Regions from separate parts of the Mus musculus genome. Here all the other regions are linked to region 1. A link is a contact called in public HiChIP or PLAC-seq and promoter capture Hi-C data. All regions are on one chromosome and are shown on one strand. The core of a region is the stretch at or near the end of the contact, and the rest is flanking DNA. Distances in the headings are between cores, read along the strand shown.

Region 1 (3,149 bases), core at 252-2,751:
TTCCTTTTCTTATAGCACAGATTCTTTTTTAAAAATTCCTATTTTTATTTATACATTCATATTGTATATACACATATGTGTTACTGTTATATGCATGAGTACGTGTGTTTGTGTGTGTGTGTGTGTGTATGCACACAGGAACACTCATCTAGATATATATGTGGAGGACAGAAATCTAGTTTGGGTGTCTGTCTTCCTTTACCACATTCCACCATGTCTTTTTGGAACAGGGTCTCTCACTGAACCTGGGACTAGATGTTTTCAGCTAGACTGCCTGGCCAGAGAGTGCTCTGGAGGATCTGTACGTCTTCACCTGCTCCCCAAGGCTGGCTGGGCTTACAACCTGCTTGTACACAGGTGTTGGAGATCTGAAGTCAGGCCCTCACACTTAAGCTTATCGGGCACAGTAACCACGGAACCATCTCCCAAGCCCCTACAAAGCACACATTCTCTCGTGTGGGAATCCCAGCGTCTAGAGTGTTTGACTCTTGTTTATCATGTTATACCTACCTCCCTGCCACTGGTAGGACTCAGCACTCTACCCCTACCAACTGAAGCATTTAAAATTACGACTCCAGTAGCTGGGTGTGTTGTCTCATGCTTGTAATCCTAGCTAGGGATGTGGGGGCAGGAGACTGCAGGGAATTGGAGGCCAGTCTGGGCTACTGTGACACTTGTGCCAAAAAACAAAACAAAACAAAATCAAAACCAAAAGCAAAGAGACAGTATGTGTTTTTGTGTGAGACAGGGTTTCTTTATGCAGACCTGGCCAGTCCGGATTATGTAGATCAGGATAGGCTTAAACTCATGAAATCCACCTGCTTCTACCTCCCAAGTGCTGGGATAAAAGGCGTGAACCTCCACAACCCACTCAGCTAGTAAGTAGTGCTTAATGCACCCTAGGAATGAAATAATAACGAAATCGCTTTGTTTTTTTTGTTTTTGTTTTTTTTTTAAACTAAGGAGTGTCATGTAGTCCAAGATAGTTTTAGGGACTAAGTCAGCTGCAGAAAGTCTCCATCTCTAGGTGGAGCTGCTGAGCCCTGCCCTGTCCTCTAGTGTCCCCACCTCACAAATGTCTCTGGGGCAGCACTCACGTCTCTGGCGCTGCGTGCAGGTGAGGCCCGGAATGAGGAGAGAGGAGCAGCTGCGACAGAGCGTCCTCTTCACAGAGGGGTCCCTGGGTGAGGAAGAGAGGAGGTCGCTGTCTGCCTGCCTGCCAGCCCGCGCCCCGGGTCCTGCCCGCCACCCTGTGCCTTACTGCCGGAGGACCAGCCGCTTCGCGATGGTTTTCTCTGTGTGGCAGTAAAACCTAGCCAGCGCCTGGTTCTCGGGGTTCTGAGAGAGGACGCAGTGTGCAGCCTGGGAACAAGGACGGCCATCCAGGTTACTCTGCGGCCGCAACACCGGGCTGCCACCCACCCCGAGCGCGTCTCACCTGGTACAGGAAGCTGAGTCTCTGGAAGGCTTCCCGGTCCTTCACTGGGCCCGCCATGAGTGTCTGCCCCTCCTTGCGGATGTCCCGCCCCAGACGTGCGCAGTGCGCAACGTCTGCTGGGAACTGTAGTGCGGGAGGGGGGGGGGCCCTCAGCCCCGCACCAGCTTCTGTCAGAAACCAGAGGACCCCACAGGTCTTCTGTGTGCAGGCAGCCCTAGTTTGGTATCCCTCACGTATTAGGTAGACGTGGAACAGGTAAAGGATCTTAAAGTACATAAACATAACAGGACCGAAGTCCTGTCTTTTATGGTTGGAAAGAGGGTTGTTTGCGGTGGACATTGGGTTAGATTTTGTCTTACTCTTCTGAAGCCGAGGGTAGATGCTTGGGACTTCTATGAACGGATGTAACATAACAAAACAGTCAATGCCCAGAATAACTGGTGTTATATTCTGGCTATCTCACCACTGGAGAGGTTGAGGTAGGACTACCATAAATTACAGGATATGAATTATGGGCTACATTGCCAGACCCTGTCTCAAAAATAAAAAGCATTAGTGCCCATGGACCTGAAAGTGTGAAAGATCAGATCACAAGGGAGGAAATAAGTTAACAGGACAAAACATCCCTAAGCAAAGAGCTTCTTGCCTTTCTCCCACTTCTTATTAAAGGCACTTGCTGTTCCAAGGGCTAGTAGCTACATGAACAGCACAAATAACCAGACAACAGCATGGCCGGTCTCCTCGGCTATTTATTAGTATCTACTTCACCCTCCTTCCTCTGACCTTTTCTCATTTATTCAACCTGGCTTGGTGTTTACTTCTGATTCCCAGTTACTGGCTAAGGTCAGAAGCAGAGGGATCCAGGCCCCTGCAGGATCTGTGGGGAACCAGACTGCTGGCTCAGAGTTAGGCAATTCGTTGAAACTTACCCTGGGTGTTTTGTATGGGCCTTCAGAGACAAATGAGGGGAGTGTATTAAAATGTGGATTCCTAAGCTTACCCAAACCTCCATTAAGGACAGAAGGTGAGACTCAAGAACATACAGTTTCCACACCCATCCACTGACAAATTACCACGCAACTCAAGAGATCACATTAGTGGATCCTTTGTTCCATATTTTCACCAACCAATTATCTTGCCACAAAGAACCACAGTCAAGGCACAAAGGTAAGAGTAGAGTGGACAAAGTCCTGTTGAGGTGGTAGGAGGAACTGAATGCCCTCACTGCAGTTTCTTGTCTCAGTCTTGTGTGAAGATTACCCAGGCAGCAGATAATCCAGGTTGTTTGGTTTGGCATGCATCTGGTACCTTTTGTGACAAAATATGTACCCTATGGGTTGTTTATTTTGGCCTAAAATTAAAATAATTTACATTCTCTGAAAAGGGGAATGTCAAAGGGTGAAGGATAGAAATAGAAGCTTAGCTGTCTTCTGGCCCTTTGCTACACAAACCACCCTCTTCTACCCTGTTCTCATGGGTGAGAAAGACTCCATCACCTTCCCTTCTTTCCTTAGGTCTTTGAGCCAGGGGGCAAGGTGGACAAGTTGGGAATAACCACTTAGGAACATTCCTTAAGGCCAAGGCTTTAGCTACACCTTTCTCTCTCCTCTAATATCTGACTCCTCTCCAAGTTGCCTTGGGAAACAATGGAAGGACCGATGTATGTCTTTTTCTTTTTGAGTTTTTTGAGACAGGGTTTCTCTGTATAGCT
Region 2 (2,863 bases), core at 351-2,850, 400 kb before region 1:
TTGGCACAAATGAGGCCCAACTCATGACAGGCAATTGCTTTACAACTCATTCACACCCCAGTTATATGCTTGATCTTTAAGGTTTTTCTTTTTTGGTGGTGCCGGGGGTTGAATCTAAGGCTTCCTGAAATGCTGCTCAAAAGCTTCACCGCTAAGCAGTAGTCCTAGACCATTGTTCATTTGATGCCTGTGGAGGCCAGAAGTCAGCCTTGGATGTCTTTCCTCGGGCCACTTTGTTTTTCTTTGAGATAGGGAATCTCACTGGGACATGGGGCACCCTTAGGCTGGGCTGGATGGACAGTGAGCCTTAGGCATTTGCCTCCCTAGAGCTTGCATTATGATTTAAGGAGGAAACAGGTTAAAGAGAAACCACACATAGTCAACTGCTTGTTTCCCACCTATAAGCTCTTCTGGGACCACTTCACAGTGTCTAGAAGATCAGTGGAGCCAGGATGTGATGCTAGGCCATAATCCCAGCACTTGGAGGCAGAGGCAAGAGGATCTGCTCAAGATGATTCTCAGCTACATAACAGCAAGTTCGAAGCCATCTTGCGCTACATGAAGATTCTGCCATTAAGGCGTGTACCACCACCTGGCTAGATTCTGCCATTAAAAATATATATACATTTTTTTTTTTTTGAGCAGTCCAAGTGGGGGCTGGAGAGAGCTCAGTGGTTGAGGGTACTGGGCTCTTCCAGAGGACCTGGGTTCAAATACCAGCACCCACATGGCAGCTCACCACTGTTACTCCAAGATCTGACACTCACATAGTTGCAAGCAAAACATCAATACACATAAAGGCAAAATAAATGTAAGTACAGAACTTCTTCAAAAACATTCACAGATGGAGCCCACTCAATACATTTCCCAAGCAGAGATCAGGGTGGGGAGGAAAAGTGCTATACAATGCATTAGAACTTGGTCCAGACGTCTTGGGAGCAACCAGCCTCCCTGCCCTTGCTCTATCTGTAATCTGAGAGAATCAGCTCTTGTCTTCTGAGGACCCTGTACTTGGATAGCTATGGTGATTGAGCCTTTCATTACTCGGTCTTTGGTTTTAGAGACAGGGTTTCTCTGTGTAGCCTTTGGCTATCCTAGAACTGACTATATAGGCCAGGCTGGCCTGGAACTTGGAGATCCATATGCCACCATCTCCCGACCTTGTCTCTCTCTCTCTCTTTTTTTTTTTAATGGCTTTTTCGGAACCGGTCTCCATATGCAGTCCAAGCTAACTTCAAATTCTCCTGCCTCACCCTTCCGAGTACTGGAATTACAGGCACGAGCCACCACACCCAGCTCTAAAACGGTCACTATACAAAAATCTATGTTGGGCGGGGTGGCGCCGTTTGTAACCCCAGCACATCAGGGATTGAGGCTGGAGAATAAGGAGTGATTATCTTTAAAAACAAGATGTTCTTTATGTTTCCACGCAAGGGAGGCTCTGTCTTCACTTTCCTCGAGAACACTGACAGCGCTGAGATTCGACCCACAAGGGTAGCCGCAGACCAGCTGCCCTGACGACGCCTGGGATTCCAACTCCGCGCTGTGACGCGCCGCTCGCGGTCCCCGCCTTGCCGCCAGCACCCCCAAGGAGGCGGGACCTGGGCAGGGCCAGCAGTCGCGGGAACCCTGAGCCCGCCTTCTCCTCAGGCTCCGCGCTGCTCGCCATGGCACCGGCGCTGCTGCTGGTTCCTGCGGCCCTCGCCTCCTTCATCCTGGCCTTTGGCACCGGAGTGGAATTCGTGCGTTTCACCTCCCTGAGGCCGCTGCTTGGAGGGATCCCGGAGTCTGGCGGTCCCGGTGAGCCGCAGGGATCCAGGGCGAGCTGAAGCGGAGAGGAGGAGCCGAAGCAGCGTGGCGAGGGCGGGGCATGGAAACAAATGACAGGGAAACCGCCAAAGCTGGGAGGCGCTGCTGGGAAGGGAGCGGAGGCTAAATCAGAAACTCCAAGATTAGTCTTGTGCAGAAAGCTGCGAGTGAAGACTGACAGAGTACGGCCCGGGGTGGGGGTGGGGTTTTGTGAGGAGAGCCAGGGGAAGGAGAAAGATAAAAAAGGGGAAACGCTGCTAGAAAACCCCAGACAGCGAGATGTGGTAGCTCACACCTTTAACCCTATTATTGGAGGGGGCAGAGGCAAACGGATCTCTTGATTGAAGGTCTATCATTACTGATTTCAAGGCCTGATCTATTGAGTGAGGACTATGTATGTAGAGATACCCTGTCTTGGAAAAGCAAACAAGAAAACCACACCAAAGACCACTTCCCTAGTCTCCTTGCTTGCTTGTGTGTGTGTGTGTGTGTGTGTGAATGAATATAATTGTGGAATGTGTGCTTGTGCTCCTGTGTGTGCAGTGCAAACGGCTGCTGAAGGACAACCTTGAGTTGTTTGTTTGTTTGTTTTTGGGTTTTTTTTTTCAGGGTATTTCTATGTATCCCCAGCTGGCTTGGAATTCAGAGGCCTATGTATTCTTTTTTTTTTTTTTTTTTTAAGATTTATTTATTTATTTTGGTGTTTTGAGACAGGGTTTCTCTGTATAGCTCTGGCTGTCCTGGAACTCACTCTGTAGACCAGGCTGGCCTCAAACTCAGAAATCCGCCTGCCTCTGCCTCCCGAGTACTGGGATTAAAGGTGTGGGCCACCATGCCTTTCTTTCTTTCTTTCTTTCTTTCTTTCTTTCTTTCTTTCTTTCTTAAGATTTATTTATTTTATGTATATGAGTAAACCTTAGCTGTCTTCAGACACACCAGAAGAGGGCATAAGATCCTATTACAGATGGTTGTAAGCCACCATGTGGTAGCTAGGAATTGAACTCAGGACCTCTGGAAGAGCAGCCAGAGCAGCCAGTGCTTATTGAGGGGGGAG
Region 3 (3,262 bases), core at 371-2,870, 260 kb before region 1:
GACCAGAGGGTTTTATAGCCATCCTAGAAGGAAAATGAACCAGAAACAGTGGGGGAAAGACTGTTTGACTGTTTGATAGATGGACAGGCTGTTGGATTGCTTCTCTCTCTCTCTCTCTCTCTCTCTCTCTCTCGTGTGTGTGTGTGTGTGTGTGTGTGTGTGTGTGTGTGTGTGTGTTGGTGATGGAGTTGTAGAGTAAGGGAACAGAGTGTAGCATGGCTCTAGTTTGGCATGTTTGTTATGGGCGATCTCCAGAGACAATATATGCAGACAGTATATGCAAGCACAGCTTGGGGAAGAGATGCTGGCTGGAGACATTGGGCACCATCAGCATAGAGGTGGGAGGAGAGGAATAGGTCATCTTCAGAGTGTAGTGTAAGCTGAGAACCTGTGTAGGAAGAGAGGAGAATTTGCAGGCGTCTTACTTCTTGTCTGGGAAGAGGAGTAAGCCAGTTAGAGAAAACCAGGAATGTAAAGGGGAGGGAGGAGAGAAGGCCCAGAGGAAGACGATGGAGGTTGAAGGTAATTGGGTTGGGGGTGGGGGGTGGGCAGGGTCAGGGTGGCATTGAACATTGTGGTGCAGTGGACCCATTGAAGAGATGAGCTTGAAGGCCCCATATAGCGGATAGAGGTGCAGGCATTGGAATAAGGATGTAATTGTCAAGTAATTTGGCTATGGGGTGGAGAGAAGGCTCAGCAATTTAGGAGCACTTGATTCTCTTCCAGGGTTTCTAGCATTCACACCCAGCAGCTCACAACAGCCTATAACTGGTGGTGACGTTCAGATAGCTGTGCGGCTACAGCTCATCTTTATGTTGAAATATTATGTATCAGTAGGTAGTAAGTAATGAGTAGCTGCAACAGCAGGAAAAACACTTGGAACTCAAGATCCCCACAGCCTTGGGTAAAGGGTCGGTCCACCGCACCTGCGACTCCGCAGTGCCACCTGCTGGTCAAGATGCGTCATGGCTGCGCAGAGGAAACCCTGACGTCGCGCGACGTTCGATGGAGCTGGGCTGTGGTGCACCCCTTTAACCCCAGCTTTTCAGGCTGAGACAAGAGGATTGCTGTGAACAGATAGGCTATCCTGGGCTAAATAACAAGACCTTATCTCATACCACAAATAAAAATTATCTTAGAGCTATTGCGTTGCTGCTGTTTTGAAACCGTTTAGCTTCGTTCTTCTACTCGTAGCAGATTTCAATGGTTGGAAAAAGTCATTTATTTATTTATTTATTTATTTATTTATTTATTTATTTATTTATTTATTTATTTATTTATTTGGTTTTATTTTTTGAGACAGGGTTTCTCTGTGTAGCCCTGGCTGTCTTGGAATTCACTCTGTAGACCAGGCTGGCCTCGAACTCAGACACCAACCTGCCTGCCTAGTGCCGAGTGTTAGGATTAAAGGTGTGTGCCACCACGGCCAGCTCGAGATAATTTCTAATACCATCTGACAGTCCATTCTTTGGGTGAAATGGTCCCCCATAGGTTCAAGTGTTTGAACGGTCGGTCCCCAGCTGCTAGCGGTTTTTGGGGAACCTTTAAGAAGGTGGAGCCTTGATAGCGGAAGTCCCACCCAACGGGTGAAGAAGACGGATGTGTTTCGCCCGTGGGCTTGGCTTTGCGTCTAGTCCGGCGTCGCAGACCGGTTTCGCCATGTCTCTTCCTCAAACGGTAAGCCCACGAAAACCTTTTAAAGTCGCTGTTTGTTTGTTTTGGTCAGAAATGTCGGTTATCAAATCTAGAAAAGCGTACAATCGTCAAGCCTTCGCAACTTGAAGCGCCTACTATAGTATTTTTCATTTTAATTTTCTCGGCTCAACTAAGCTTACTTAGTAGATTTATTCATTCATTTCAGGACAGGTTTTCTCTGTGTAGCCCTGACTTTCCTGGAGCTCGATCTGTTGACTAGGCTGGCCTCGAACCCAGATCTATCTGCCTAGGCCTACGGAGTGCTGGAAATAAAGACCTGCACCACCATGCCCGGCCCTCATTAGATTTTAATTTCCCCAGCTTTATTTATTTAGGTGTAAGTGACAAAAATTGCACACGTTTGAAATATATAACGTGGTGTGTTAAAACACATTGTTTAGGGCCGCGGAGGTTGCTTAATCGGTAAAGAGCTTGCTTTGTAGCACAGGACCTCCGAGGTTGATCATCGGAAATCGCTTTAAAAATGTGAGCGTGGTGGCTTGTTATGAAAACCCAGCTGGGAGGAAGACAGGCCGATCCCCGGGACTACTCGGGACTACTCGGTGAACCGCAGTAGCCTAAGTAGTGAGTCTTAGAGGAAAAAAAAATGGAGGCTGTGTTAGGAAAGATACAGTTGTCCTCTGGTCTCCACTCTTCACACCTTATAAAGGGAATGGTGGTAGGCACGGTGTCTCACTCCTTTAATGCCAGCATTCAGGAGGTGGATTTCTGTGAGGTCAGGATGAATGAGCCATGGAAGAGATTAAGCCAGTTACTCAGAGAACTCGATATTGGTTTTTTTTTTTTTTGGAGGGGGGGGGACTGGGGGGGGGGCGGTCTTGCTATGTAGTAGGGTCTGGCCTGGACTCTGTCTGCCTTTGCCTATTGAACGCTAGGATTAAAGGCATTCGCCACCATGTCTGGTTGAAATGAAGTTCTTGATGTGTTAGAAGTCTAATAAGCAGGGCTGGAGAGAGGGCTCAGCAGGTAAGAGCACCGGCTGCTCTTCCAGAGGACCCAGGTTCAGTGTCCAGCACTGGTGGCTGCATGCAGGCAAAAATATTCATACATTGGATCCTGGGTGGTCACAGGAAACATTGTTTAATGAAAGTTGCTAGCCCAGATCACATTCTTGCTGAGTTGAAATTTGGTGCTGGTAGTTCATAGCATGTCCGTACACAGCAGGGAAAATACAGATGGTATTATCCGCCCGAGAAGATTGCTCAGACATGGGTTTAAGCCACTAGAAAGTCTTTAGTAGCTGGCTGGGGGTGACACTGAGTGTCCAGGCTCCCAGTGTCCCCGAGTCTTTCTCTGAGTGAACTTTTTTTTTATTGTTTTTTTTTTATTAGGTATTTTCCTCGTTTACATTTTCAATGCTATCCCAAAGGTCCCCCATACCCCCCCCCCCCGAGTGAACTTTTAAACACCAAAAACCATGTTCTGGGTTGACATACTTGAGTTAACAAGAACAGTTATCCAGAAGCAGACAGCAATGTTAGTACATTTAGACATTTCCCCAGAACTACAGACTTTGATGGATTAAGTCTTTGTTTTCATTTTGTCC
Region 4 (2,836 bases), core at 279-2,778, 380 kb before region 1:
GCTCACCTTTAATCCCAGCGCTTGGGAGGCAGAGGCAGAAGGATTTCTGAATTCGAGGCCAGCCTGGTCTACAGAGTGAGTTCCAGGACAGCCAGGGCTATACAGAGAGACCCTGTCTCAAAAAAACAAAACAAAAAACAAACAAACAAAAAGAGTTCAAGGTTGCGGGGGTGGGGGGTGGGGGGTAGGGAGGATACTGGGGTGGGGAGGTGCCCTCTCAGAGGAGAAGGGGAATAGGGGGAGAAACTCTTTCAGGGGGGACCAGGAGGGGGCAGCTTTGAGGATGTAAGTAATTAAGTGCGTAAGTAAATAAATAAATAAATAAGAGTTCAAAGTTATCTTTAGCTATGTAGTACATACAAGGCCAGCTAATTGTACATGAGTCCCGTGTTTTTTTGTTTTTTGTTTTTGTTTTTTAAATGGTGAACTGGAGAGCTGGCTTCTCAATTAAGAACACTTAGGTTTAACTCCCAGCACTCACGTGATGTCTCAAAAACACCCCTAACTACATTTTCAGGAGATCCAATGCCCTCCTCCAGATTCTGAGTGGTATACATACTTGCAAGTAAAATGCCTACACACACACACACACACACACACACACACACACACACACACCCAATAGAGGGGCTGGAGAGATGATTCAGTGGTTAAGAGCACTTGCTGCTCTCAGAAGACTGGTGTTTGGTTCCCAGCACCTATATCAGGCAGGTCCCAACCACCAGTAACTCCAAGTTCAGAGAGACACAATATCTCTGACCTAAAAGGGCACACACACACACACACACACACACACCACACACACACACACACATACTGTGCAGATAAATTCATGCAGGCAAACCCACATGCACATTAAATAAATAAATATTAAAATCTTATGATACCCAAACTCCCACCTAAATGTATTTATTATGTACCTTTAGTTTTTGTTGTTTTAATTTTTAATATTTTAAGTTAGGCCGGGCGTGGTGGTGCACGCCTTTAATCCCAGCACTCGGGAGGCAGAGGCAGGCAGATTTCCGAGTTCGAGGCCAGCCTGGTCTACAAAGTGAGTTCCAAGACAGAGAAACCCTGTCTCGAAAAACCAAAAAAAAAAAATTTATTTTTAAAAAAATTAGGTGTATGTGTGTTTGTGTATGAGCACGTGCACACAAGTGCAGGTGTCAGAAGAGACCAGAGGTGGTAGATCCTCCTGGATCTGGAGATATACGTGGTTGTTGGTGAGGGATGTGGGTGCACCGAATCGAACTCGACTTCGCTGAGCCGTCTCTCCAGCCCTTTGTTATATATCTTGTTTTCCTAACCCTGATTTGTACGTCTTTTATTTATCCCAGCTGTGGGAACTAGTTAGTCATCACTGACAGCTTGTATTGATAGAGAACTGCACCCGCGCACAGATCATTAGGGGGCGACGGAGAGCTTGGACGAGGCTGTGCATGAAAGCCTCTTGCACTTAGCGTCGGGAAAGAGGCTGCGCGATTTGAACCCGCCCAGCCACCGTCGATCCCTGGCCGGAAGAGCGCGACTCTTTCCGGGTTTCGCGGTCTGTGGAATTGGAGTCTCTACGGCAGCCGGAGCGAGGCGGTAGTACCGCAGGCTCTGTCCCCGCCGCAGTCCTGGCCGTTCCGCGGTTGCGCGCCCGGAGCAGGACGCGTCGCCATGGCGACGCCGGCGGGGCTGGAGCGGTGGGTGCAGGAGGAGCTGCACTCGGTGCTGGGGCTGAGCGAGCGGCACGTCGCGCAGTTCCTGATCGGCACCGCACAGCGCTGCGCCTCCGCCGAGGAGTTCGTGCAGCGCCTGCGGGACACCGACACCCTGGACCTCGGGGGGCCGGCGCGGGACTTCGCCCTGAAGCTCTGGAGCAAGGTGTGTGCCGCCGGGGCAGGCCACTCACAGCCGAATTGGCTCGTACGCAGTGTGGCTGTCTATTCTGTGATAGCCTGCAACTTTCAATATAGTACACAGGCTGGCTTAGAACTTGCAGCGAGCCTCCCTGGTAGTGGGGTGACAGAGAGACCTTTCATTCTTGGTTCCGCCCACCATTTAATTTTTTTCCTCTGTTATCTAGATATCATGCTAGGTGTTGGGTGTATACAGGTCTGTGGAGAAGACTCGAGATGGGGCTCTACATACATGTTTAAGCTAGAGCCATTGTTAGTTACAGCACATACCCCAGGCCTAAGGATGTAGCTCAGTTGGTAGAATGTTTGTCTAGCATACAGTAAGCCTTGGATTCAATCCCCAGCCCTGGGAAAGAGTCACTGAGAACAGAGCTAGGAGAATTAGCATTTAGGAAATAGGATCGAGGCTGGGGAGGGATGGCTTAGCAGTTAAGACCCCTTGTGCATCTGGAAGACTTGAGTTCAGTTCTCAGCAACCAGGCCTAGTGGCACACAACCATCTGTAATTCCAGCTCCAAGGAGATCGGAGGGCTTCTGGCCTTTGCCAGGTACCCCATACACATAAATAAATGAAAAATAAATCATGAAAAGAAAATGGGTTTTAGAACATAAACTACTTAAGCTCAGAACCAATACTTTAAAAAAAAAATTCTATCGTGGGGCAAGAAGAGATGGCTCAGGGATTAAGACCACTTGCTGTTCCTCTAGAGGAACCAGGTTCAATTTCTAGAACCCACGTGGCAACTCACAACTGTAACTCCAGTTCTATGAGATTCAGCACCCTCACACACAGCTCACGTTGCAGGCAGAACACCAGTGCACATAAAAATAAAAGTAAGTCATTAAAGTTAGGAAGAAGTTTTAGTTCGTGCATATGCCCGTGTGAGGCTGTGAGCGTACAACCTGTGAGAGCTGGTTCTTTGCCTCCACCA

The links. Promoter capture Hi-C pulls out the DNA fragments that hold promoters and counts their contacts. HiChIP or PLAC-seq counts read pairs in DNA pulled down with a chosen protein or histone mark.
Region 2: a contact with region 1 is called in a promoter capture Hi-C map of pre-B cells. The contact joins the promoter of Nrm here to the promoter of Rpp21 in region 1.
Region 3: a contact with region 1 is called in an H3K27ac HiChIP or PLAC-seq map of T-cell acute lymphoblastic leukemia, with 3 times the contacts expected there. The contact joins the promoter of A930015D03Rik here to the promoter of Rpp21 in region 1. A contact is called at or near these places in 17 of 39 promoter capture datasets (the 3T3-L1 cell line, 3T3-L1-derived adipocytes, the C10 cell line and 12 more), 2 of 15 datasets of contacts at CTCF or cohesin (the NIH/3T3 cell line and large pre-B cells), 20 of 484 Hi-C or Micro-C datasets (the 3T3-L1 cell line, B cells, CD4 T cells and 14 more), 12 of 115 datasets of contacts at active chromatin or transcription factors (the SCID.adh cell line, T-cell acute lymphoblastic leukemia, astrocytes and 7 more) and 1 of 9 other capture datasets (liver).
Region 4: an H3K4me3 HiChIP or PLAC-seq map of bone marrow-derived macrophages shows a contact between it and region 1, with 4 times the contacts expected there. The contact joins the promoter of Dhx16 here to the promoter of Rpp21 in region 1. A contact is called at or near these places in 1 of 39 promoter capture datasets (pre-B cells) and 1 of 115 datasets of contacts at active chromatin or transcription factors (bone marrow-derived macrophages).

Annotation. Positions count from the first base shown.
Region 1 is chr17:36,256,345-36,259,493 of GRCm38.p6, forward strand. It overlaps Rpp21 (ribonuclease P 21 subunit), which reads right to left and starts at 1,502. Exons shown (of 5, transcript NM_026308.2): 1 at 1,439-1,502; 2 at 1,262-1,362; 3 at 1,098-1,180. The coding sequence starts at 1,495. Trim39 (tripartite motif-containing 39) reads right to left here. Exons shown (of 7, transcript NM_178281.1): 7 at 2,529-3,149.
Region 2 is chr17:35,859,718-35,862,580 of GRCm38.p6, forward strand. It overlaps Nrm (nurim (nuclear envelope membrane protein)), which reads left to right and starts at 1,601. Exons shown (of 4, transcript NM_134122.2): 1 at 1,601-1,800. The coding sequence starts at 1,668.
Region 3 is chr17:35,992,884-35,996,145 of GRCm38.p6, forward strand. It overlaps A930015D03Rik (RIKEN cDNA A930015D03 gene), which reads left to right and starts at 1,621. Exons shown (of 2, transcript NR_015618.2): 1 at 1,621-1,677.
Region 4 is chr17:35,878,250-35,881,085 of GRCm38.p6, forward strand. It overlaps Dhx16 (DEAH (Asp-Glu-Ala-His) box polypeptide 16), which reads left to right and starts at 1,529. Exons shown (of 20, transcript NM_026987.2): 1 at 1,529-1,869. The coding sequence starts at 1,663.